Linked DNA regions of Ovis aries: region 2 is linked to region 1. Evidence: chromatin contacts called from public Hi-C data. All regions are on one chromosome and are shown on one strand. The core of a region is the stretch at or near the end of the contact, and the rest is flanking DNA. Distances in the headings are between cores, read along the strand shown.

Evidence for each region. A called contact is a pair of places that touch in the nucleus more often than the background predicts.
Region 2: a Hi-C map of liver shows a contact between it and region 1, with 7 times the contacts expected there. The contact joins two enhancer-like sites. A contact is called at or near these places in 2 of 16 Hi-C or Micro-C datasets (liver and skin fibroblasts).

Annotation. Positions count from the first base shown.
Region 1 is chr22:9,514,916-9,518,691 of ARS-UI_Ramb_v3.0, reverse strand. No RefSeq gene overlaps it. Among named protein-coding and RNA genes, the nearest start is that of PTEN, 270 kb to the right of the region's middle. Within about 2 kb of position 1,756, at least 16 of the 54 cell types and tissues checked have an H3K27ac peak or open chromatin away from gene starts, as enhancers often do. A contact at or near this core is called in liver, where this site is marked.
Region 2 is chr22:9,789,805-9,793,580 of ARS-UI_Ramb_v3.0, reverse strand. All of the region lies in intron 5 of RNLS (renalase, FAD dependent amine oxidase), which reads left to right. Among named protein-coding and RNA genes, the nearest start is that of TRNAG-UCC, 28 kb to the left of the region's middle. Within about 2 kb of position 2,085, at least 23 of the 54 cell types and tissues checked have an H3K27ac peak or open chromatin away from gene starts, as enhancers often do. A contact at or near this core is called in liver, where this site is marked.

The sequences.
Region 1 (3,776 bases), core at 507-3,006:
CTTCCGTCACCCCAAACCAGGCCACCAGGCAACCAGTTTAACTCTGCTGTCTGCAGAGGACTTGGTGAACAGGGCTTTGGTATCTTCCTCTGTGGCTGTGTGTGGAGTTGTTGTTTAGTCACCAAGCCATGTCCAACCCTTTTGTGATCCCGAGGACTACGACCCACCAGGCTCCTCTATACATGGGATTTCGTAGGCAAGAATACTGGGGTGGGTTGCCATTTACTTCTCCAGGGGATCTTCCCAGTCCAGGGATCAAACTCACATCTCCTGCATTTCCTGCATTAGTAGGCCGATTCTTTACCACTGAGCCACCAGGGAAGCCCCATTAATATCTTGCCTGCATGAGTGGTCAGAGGTTAGGGACACCAGCTCTGGGATCCAACACACTGGATTTCAGTCCCTTTACTACTTCAGGTGACAATGAGGAATTTATTTAATCCCTCTAAGCCTCAATTCTCTTATCTAAAAATGGGGATAATAGCATCAGCTCTCTCTTGTATCTGTTTAGTAAACTAAATGAGATAATGCATGTTAAAGTACCGAGCATGGTGTCTGGCAAACAGTAAACACTCAACCTGTATTACTTATCATGTTTAGTTTTCTGTCATTGACAAGCAGCAGGTGAAGTGGAAAGGTTTACAGTTTAAGTCAGGAAATCTGGACCTGCCACAAGCTCTAAGACTTTGCGGGTAGTCAGTTCACCTCTCTGGACCTCCATTTCCTCATCAGCAAATGGGAAGTCACCGTACCCATCTAGCAGAGTTGTTTCAGGCTTCAGTGAAATACTGCACAGGGAAAGTGCTTACAAACTATTACGTGATATGGAAGCAGAATTTAATGTAATCATCTCCAAGTTAGCCCTGAGCCTCTGGAAATACTGGGCAGATGCCATCTACACGAGTTTGTTCAGAATATGCACTGTCCAGGCAGTTGAGTAATACCTAAAAGCATCCTGAGTCTAGCAATGCAAAGCAAAAATGAGTCACAGAAACGTGGAAGCCTGAGCTCAGAAGGGTCCAGAGATACACAGCAGAGCCAGATTCAGAAAGGCATTGTCTGACTTCTTGTATTTAATAGCTTGTGCCCACCTGCTTGCTGTCCCTTCAGTCATGTCCGACCCTTTGAGACCACATGGACTCTAGCCCACCAGGCTCCTCTGTCCATGGGATTCTCCAGGCAAGAATACTGGAGTGGGTTGCCATGCCCTCCTCCAGGGAATCTTCACACGTAATAGCTTAGCATCTTTCAAATAGATATATTTGAAAGCATAATTTTTTTAAAAGGCCCCCAAGTTGATATGCAATCATATGGCTTCCTGTCAAGTCTACAGTCTATAATGATTTTGTCCCTTGAAACCAGAACCCAAGAGATAAACCAGTGTGGGGTTACTGTGCCGCACCACAATGGCCGCCGTGCTCAGGCTGGCCAGACCTGGCCTCAGAGTTTTACTGATAGAGGCAGCCAGCAATCTGACCACTTGGCTCAGGCTGTGGAATTTTTCAACCTTCTGGTCCGCAGCTCTTGGCTAACAATTACGCACTCTGCAGGCCCTTCCAGCCTGGTCATTCTCCAAAGCAAAGTGAACTGATTATTTACACACAACTCTTTCTTCTTGGCCTCTGAGGCCTGGGATGTGTTATGCATTTTTTATCCCGAATCTCTTAAGGAAAGCACTGAGGAGGTACAACACAGGACCGTGGAAAGGGGGAAAGAGCTTTGAAGAAAGTGAAAGAAAGGAGGAGGGCAGCCTCTCTGGCCTGACCCTGCTTTGCCTCTTCAGGTGAAGGAAGAGGAAGGGTGGCGTTAAGGTTGCACCAGAGCGGTTCTGAGGAGGAAGCAGTTTGGGGAAGCGGTCGCTGGCAAAGCTCAAGGCAGCTGCCAACTCCTGCAGGAGGCAGCCTCATCCGCCTGGGGATGCTTGGCCTCAACAGGCCACGGAAATGGCGGAGTCCTGCTCCTTTGGTGTCGCCAAGGGCCTGCGGGCGGTGACTCCTGGAGCAGGAGACGCAAGCGCAGGCCGAGGGAGACAGGCCCCGCCGGGGTGGCGCTGGAGGCCCAGCCTCTTCTCCTCGCTCTGGTCCCCACCTCGGTTTCCTCTTAGCTGTGGCTAAAGACACAAACCACACGAAACAAAAAAGCCCTCACCTCACATGTGTAACAGCAACATTTTTATTCAGTGTGGGGGGATGAGGGGATTACAGCTAAGCACCTCCGGCCCCTGAGTCTCCTCCTTCCCTGTCGGCTCGTGCCTCAGGGTTCTCTCCTCCCGGCCCTCTCCTCCCCACATGTGCCCTGTGAGTTGCCGTTCTCCCTTTTGGCCTCTGGCCTCCTGCTGCCCTCTTTTTCCTGTCTCAGACCCTTTCCCTGGAAATCCCTCTCTCTCTGGCCCCCTTCTCTCTCAGTACCCCCATTCTCTCTCCAGCGCTTCGTCTATCTTTCCTGCCTCCAGCCCATCCCTTTGAAATGCCCTGATGGGGACTTTCTGACTTCCATGTGTCTGGCTTCTAGGGACTTTAACCCTAGTGTAATCTTACACACGGAGCTGTCAAAAGGCCTTGATACTGGAGGAGAAAGAATAAAGGAGAGGACCGTGGTGGTTCAAGTTTAAATAAAGAAAATGAGTGTCATGATAAAACAATTTTACTAATAAACTTTTAACTTAAATTAATAAATGTATTAATAAACTTTTAAAGAATACTTCTCATATTTCTTTGTAGCCTCCCTGGAGCCTAGCATTGTGCCTAACACATGAAAAACACTAAGTAAATTATTGGTGGAGTAAGTTGACCAAAGAGTTGAAAGAACAAATACTGAAACAAAATGTGGTTTCATTTCGTTTGAGCGTGTACAGCCGTAGTGTCAAGTGAACCAGAGAACTGACATGCCCATCTTTAGAGACTCTTGGAAAACCTCTAATGAAGAAACATATTCACTAATAATTAGCATAAACATTATTAAAATCTAAATGCTGCTGCTAAGGTTTGCCCTCTTCCACAGTTTAACATTTCTCTTGTTTACTAATTTTCTTGGCAAACCCTCTTTTATAAATACAGGTAGAATCCCAATTTGCAAGTTCTGTACATAAAGCCTAGGGCTCTGCACTCATCCCAGGACAACACCAGGTTACTTTCCATCCCCTCTGCACCCACCTGGTTCATCCACTTGATTGATCTAACTCACCCTTTCAACAAACTTTTTATAGCTTTTTGTTTTGCCAACTTTTATGCTGTGTGCTTTACACATGTACCAGCTCAATGAATCCATACCACACTCCAAAGAAGGAACAGCTTTTCTCTCTGCTTTTCAGATGAGGAAACTGAGGCTGAAGCTGTTCAAGTAGGTTCACTGACCATCCCAGCTTGCCTACCTCCTTGGGGGTTCCACAACCAAGGGCTTGCAGTTTTCCTACTAGGACGGTCTAGGGCAAGCTGTCCCAGTTTGCTTGGGGCTGTGGAGTTTCCCAGGACATGGGACTCTCAATGCTAAAATGGGACAGCTAAGCTAAGTCACTTTAGTCATGTCCGACTCTGTGCGACCCCATAGACGGCAGCCCACCAGGCTCCCCTGTCCCTGGGAAAGTCTCATGCAAATTGGATGACGTGGACACCTGACCCAAGCCATGTGCTTGAGGTCACACAGCTGCTAAACATTAGAGTAGGATTCCAAGTACCCCTGGTCTGATGTCAAGGCTCTACTTTTACCTACCCTGCTTCATCCAGCCAATCTTTCATTTCTGACTGCTTCTCACAGTCACCTTGTACCCCAAATGTCAC
Region 2 (3,776 bases), core at 836-3,335, 270 kb before region 1:
GAAGAGAAAATGGTGGTGAGTGTAGAGATGGAGAGAAGGAACCTGATGCAAGATACATTTTGGAAATGGAATCTACATTACAGATAAATTAAGCATAGGGAGAAAGCAAAGACAAAGATGACTTTCAGGTTTTTAGCTTGAGCAACTGGTGAATGCGAATGTTATTAGTATTTACTAGGCTTGAAGGAATAGCTTTCAAAGCCAGGGGGGCGGGGTGGTGTGCTCAATTGCTCAGTCACATCCAACTCTGCACTCTGTCCATGGAATTTTCCAGGCAAGAATATTGGAGTGGGTTGCCATTTCCTACTCCAGGGGAATCTTCCCAACCCAGGGATCAAACCTGCATCTCTTATATCTCCTAGACTGGTAGACAGATTCTTTACCACTGTGCCATGTGGGAAGCCCTTTAAAGCAAGAGGTGGGAGGTAATAGTTACGTACCCAACTCTACATGATAAGTGCAAGAAGACAGTGATACACCCTGAAATAGATTCAGAGCTGCCCTCAGCACACAAGACACAACCCTCACTTGAACCACTATAATCTTCTCTTCCAAATACCTAAGAGATGATCCCCTTCAAGGTCTAAGGTCTTGAAGGGCAGCGACTCCCCCTACTCCCTTTCACCTTTCTACTAATATGCATGCTGATGTGGCTTCTGATTCCTTTTTACATTTAGAGCATTTACTACTCTCTGCCCTGCAGGACAACTTTGAATCATCTCCACAACACCTGTGTGGCATCAAAAGTGTTGGATTTGTGACCAGAAAACCTTCACTATTTTTCTGATTAGCTGAATGACCTGGGGGATGCTACTTCGCTTCTGGGAGCCCTGTAGGTCTTTGAAAAGACAATATTAATGATTACACATAAAAGCACTTTGTAAACTTGTAAGCACTATCATAAATAAGTGTTGTTATTCTTTTTCTCATTTTGGTCTTAGTCATCACCTCTGCTACAAATAATCTGCCATTCATTTTTCCCTGTTGTCTTCCCTTTCTCCTTGCTTGTTTCTTCTGTCTCTTGTCCCTTCTGCCACATAAATTTGCTTTCCTGAAAAAGACTGGTTATTTGGAGACATCATCACCAGCCAATCATAGCTCACCATTCCTTCTAGCTGGTAAGCCAATCAGATGTAACCTCCAGGTCTCTTTTCAGTGTTGCTAGGGCTTCAGGTCTACTTCTGAAAGCTGACTTGCTTGCTTTCTACTGATTCTTATTCTCTCTCTTTCTCTTTCTTCCTCTCCCTCTCCTTTACCCTTCCTCCCCCTCCCTCCTCCTGGCCTTCCTCTGCATCCCTCTCCCCACTCCCTGTTCAGAGTTTGGAGCAATTCCAAATACTTAAGCCTCCCGGAAGTTTGGGTTATGGATAAGCAAGATTTGACTGTATTTTTTCCCTTGAGAAATAGAGAACAACCATTCCATGTTCAATATTATAGCAAGTATTTTAGCAGCTTAATGTCCCTTGGCTGCATACAATTTAGTTTTGTTTGTGGGGTTTTTGGTGTACAAATCAATTTTAATTCAGGTAGATTAGAGCATAAACTGGCATTAAATTTGGAAATGAAACATCATACCTCTTGAACCTCATTGGGCTTCACAAAATGCATTCAGAATATTTTAAAGCTCTTCTCCAGTTTTTAACTGATGACAGAAGATGATAAACACATTGTGCTTATCATGCTCCTGTTTCTTCAAGTGTCAGTGCTGGGGTTGTTGAAGAAAACCACTGTGGACAGCAGTAATTTGGGAACTAATACCTAATGGCTAAGTGGGTGTTCTCTCACTCACTTCCTGTTTATCTTTGGAAGCTAATTAACATGGGAATAATAGCTAGAAACCCTGCCTTTTTAGAGGACCCGCCGGTCCATCTTTAAATGCGTATAGCTGGGATGTTAAGAAGATTCCCTTAACACAGAACAGCTCTGCTTTCTAAAACCATAAAGGCGTTTGATAAGGAAAAATAACTAACAAGTGATGTCTTTCTCATAACCTTTGCTACCTACTTAAAAACTGACACAGTACAAGAATTTGCAGCTTAAAATGACCAGAGAAGTGGCAGAGAGCCAGAATTCTGTCAGAGATGGCTTAGAAAAGCTTAATGATTAACAAATGGGTCACTGCCTTCAGGCTCTGACCTTTAGAACTAACCAGTTTTAGCCTTTTGGTTCGGTTTCTTCAAATCATTCTGTATCAAGGCAAAAACATTCCCTAATGGCATAGAACCACCCATCCAAAAAGGAATTCTTAGGCAGCCCACATGTTTGGTGAGTAGCTCTTCTGATAGCAAGTAGTTGGTCCTGAGCACAGCATTAACAACTGGTAAAACGTATTTTTGGTTAGAGTTTAGGGAAGGCCCTAAGCACTACCACATATCCTGCAGGTGAAATGTACGAAATTCGGTTAACATGGTAACGGCTCTAAAAATACCTAGGCTACAGTTTAACCACAGAGTTTCCTCCTTAACGTAAAAGAGCCACCGTCAGGAGCTGTTCGAAAGTGCAACAAAAGCAATCTCTGTCGGACTTTGTGCAAGCAGGCTATTAAATCAGGCCTGGCAATGACAATCTGCAGCCACCCTGCATCAAAGTAATAATTACGGTTTTGCAGACCAGGACAGCCAAGCACAACCCAGCTCAGAAAAAAAAATGTTAAACTGATAAGCCTTTTCTTTTCCTCCTCCAACCCATTTTTTCTCTCCCTCACCCCACCCCCACCTCCAGGTGGACTAAGCAGGGCGTGGCATGGGTGCAGAGACAAAGAGTCACCACACTGTAACCACAGGGCCCCACCCGGAGGGAAGCCTGGGGCAGAGGGACCCAAGGGACAAGGGGCTGAGTGCCCTGGTTTTCCCAGCAGCCTCTGCACCAGGCTCCCACAGAGGGTACACAGGAGGCAGAATCCCTCACATCGGGCAAGGTTCCCATCTGGGCCCTTTGCTTGGCAAAGACAGAGAGGGTGGGATCAACCTTTTCCTTGAAACTTTTGCAGTTTGAATTGGAAACACAGTTGTTGTTCAGTTGCTCAGTTATGTCCAACTCTTTGTGACCCCATGGACTGCAGCACACCAGGCTTCCCTGTTCTTCACTATCTCCTGGAGTTTGCTCAGATTCATGTCAGTTGAGTTGATGATTCCATGTAACCATCTTATCCTCTGCTGCCCTCTTCTTTTGCCTTCAGTCTTTCCCAGCATCAGGTCTTTTCCTATGAGTCAGCTCTTCACATCAGATGACCAAAGTATTCGGGTTTCAGCTTCAGCTTTAGTCTTTCCAATGAATATTCAGGAAACACAGTAGGCTCTTTTGAATTCTGAAGGTGGTTGGCTGTGCAGGGTAAGAGGTTTCTTACCTAATTCAGTCATGTCCAGCCTGCCAGATTTTGTAAATAAGAATACCTGGCACCCAGTTACATTTGAATTTTAGATAAACGATGAATAATTTATTTAGCGTAAGTATGACTCATGCAATACTTGGGATATACCTATGCTTAAAAAAAATAGTGTTCAGCTGAAATTCACATTTATCTGATTGTCCTGTATTTTTTCTGGCAGCTCTAATAAGGTCCTTAATATTTTTCCTTCCTAATAGTCTCCCTAACCTCTAATACCTAATCAATAAGATGGGGTTTGTTTGAGTTGTTCACTTTGGTTGGTTTTTTAATCCCCATATCGTGTCCCACTCTTTGCGACCCCGTGGACTGTAACCCACCAGGCTCCTCCCTCCATGGGATTCTCCAGGCAAGAATACTGGAGTGGGTTGCCATTTCCTTCTCCAGGGGA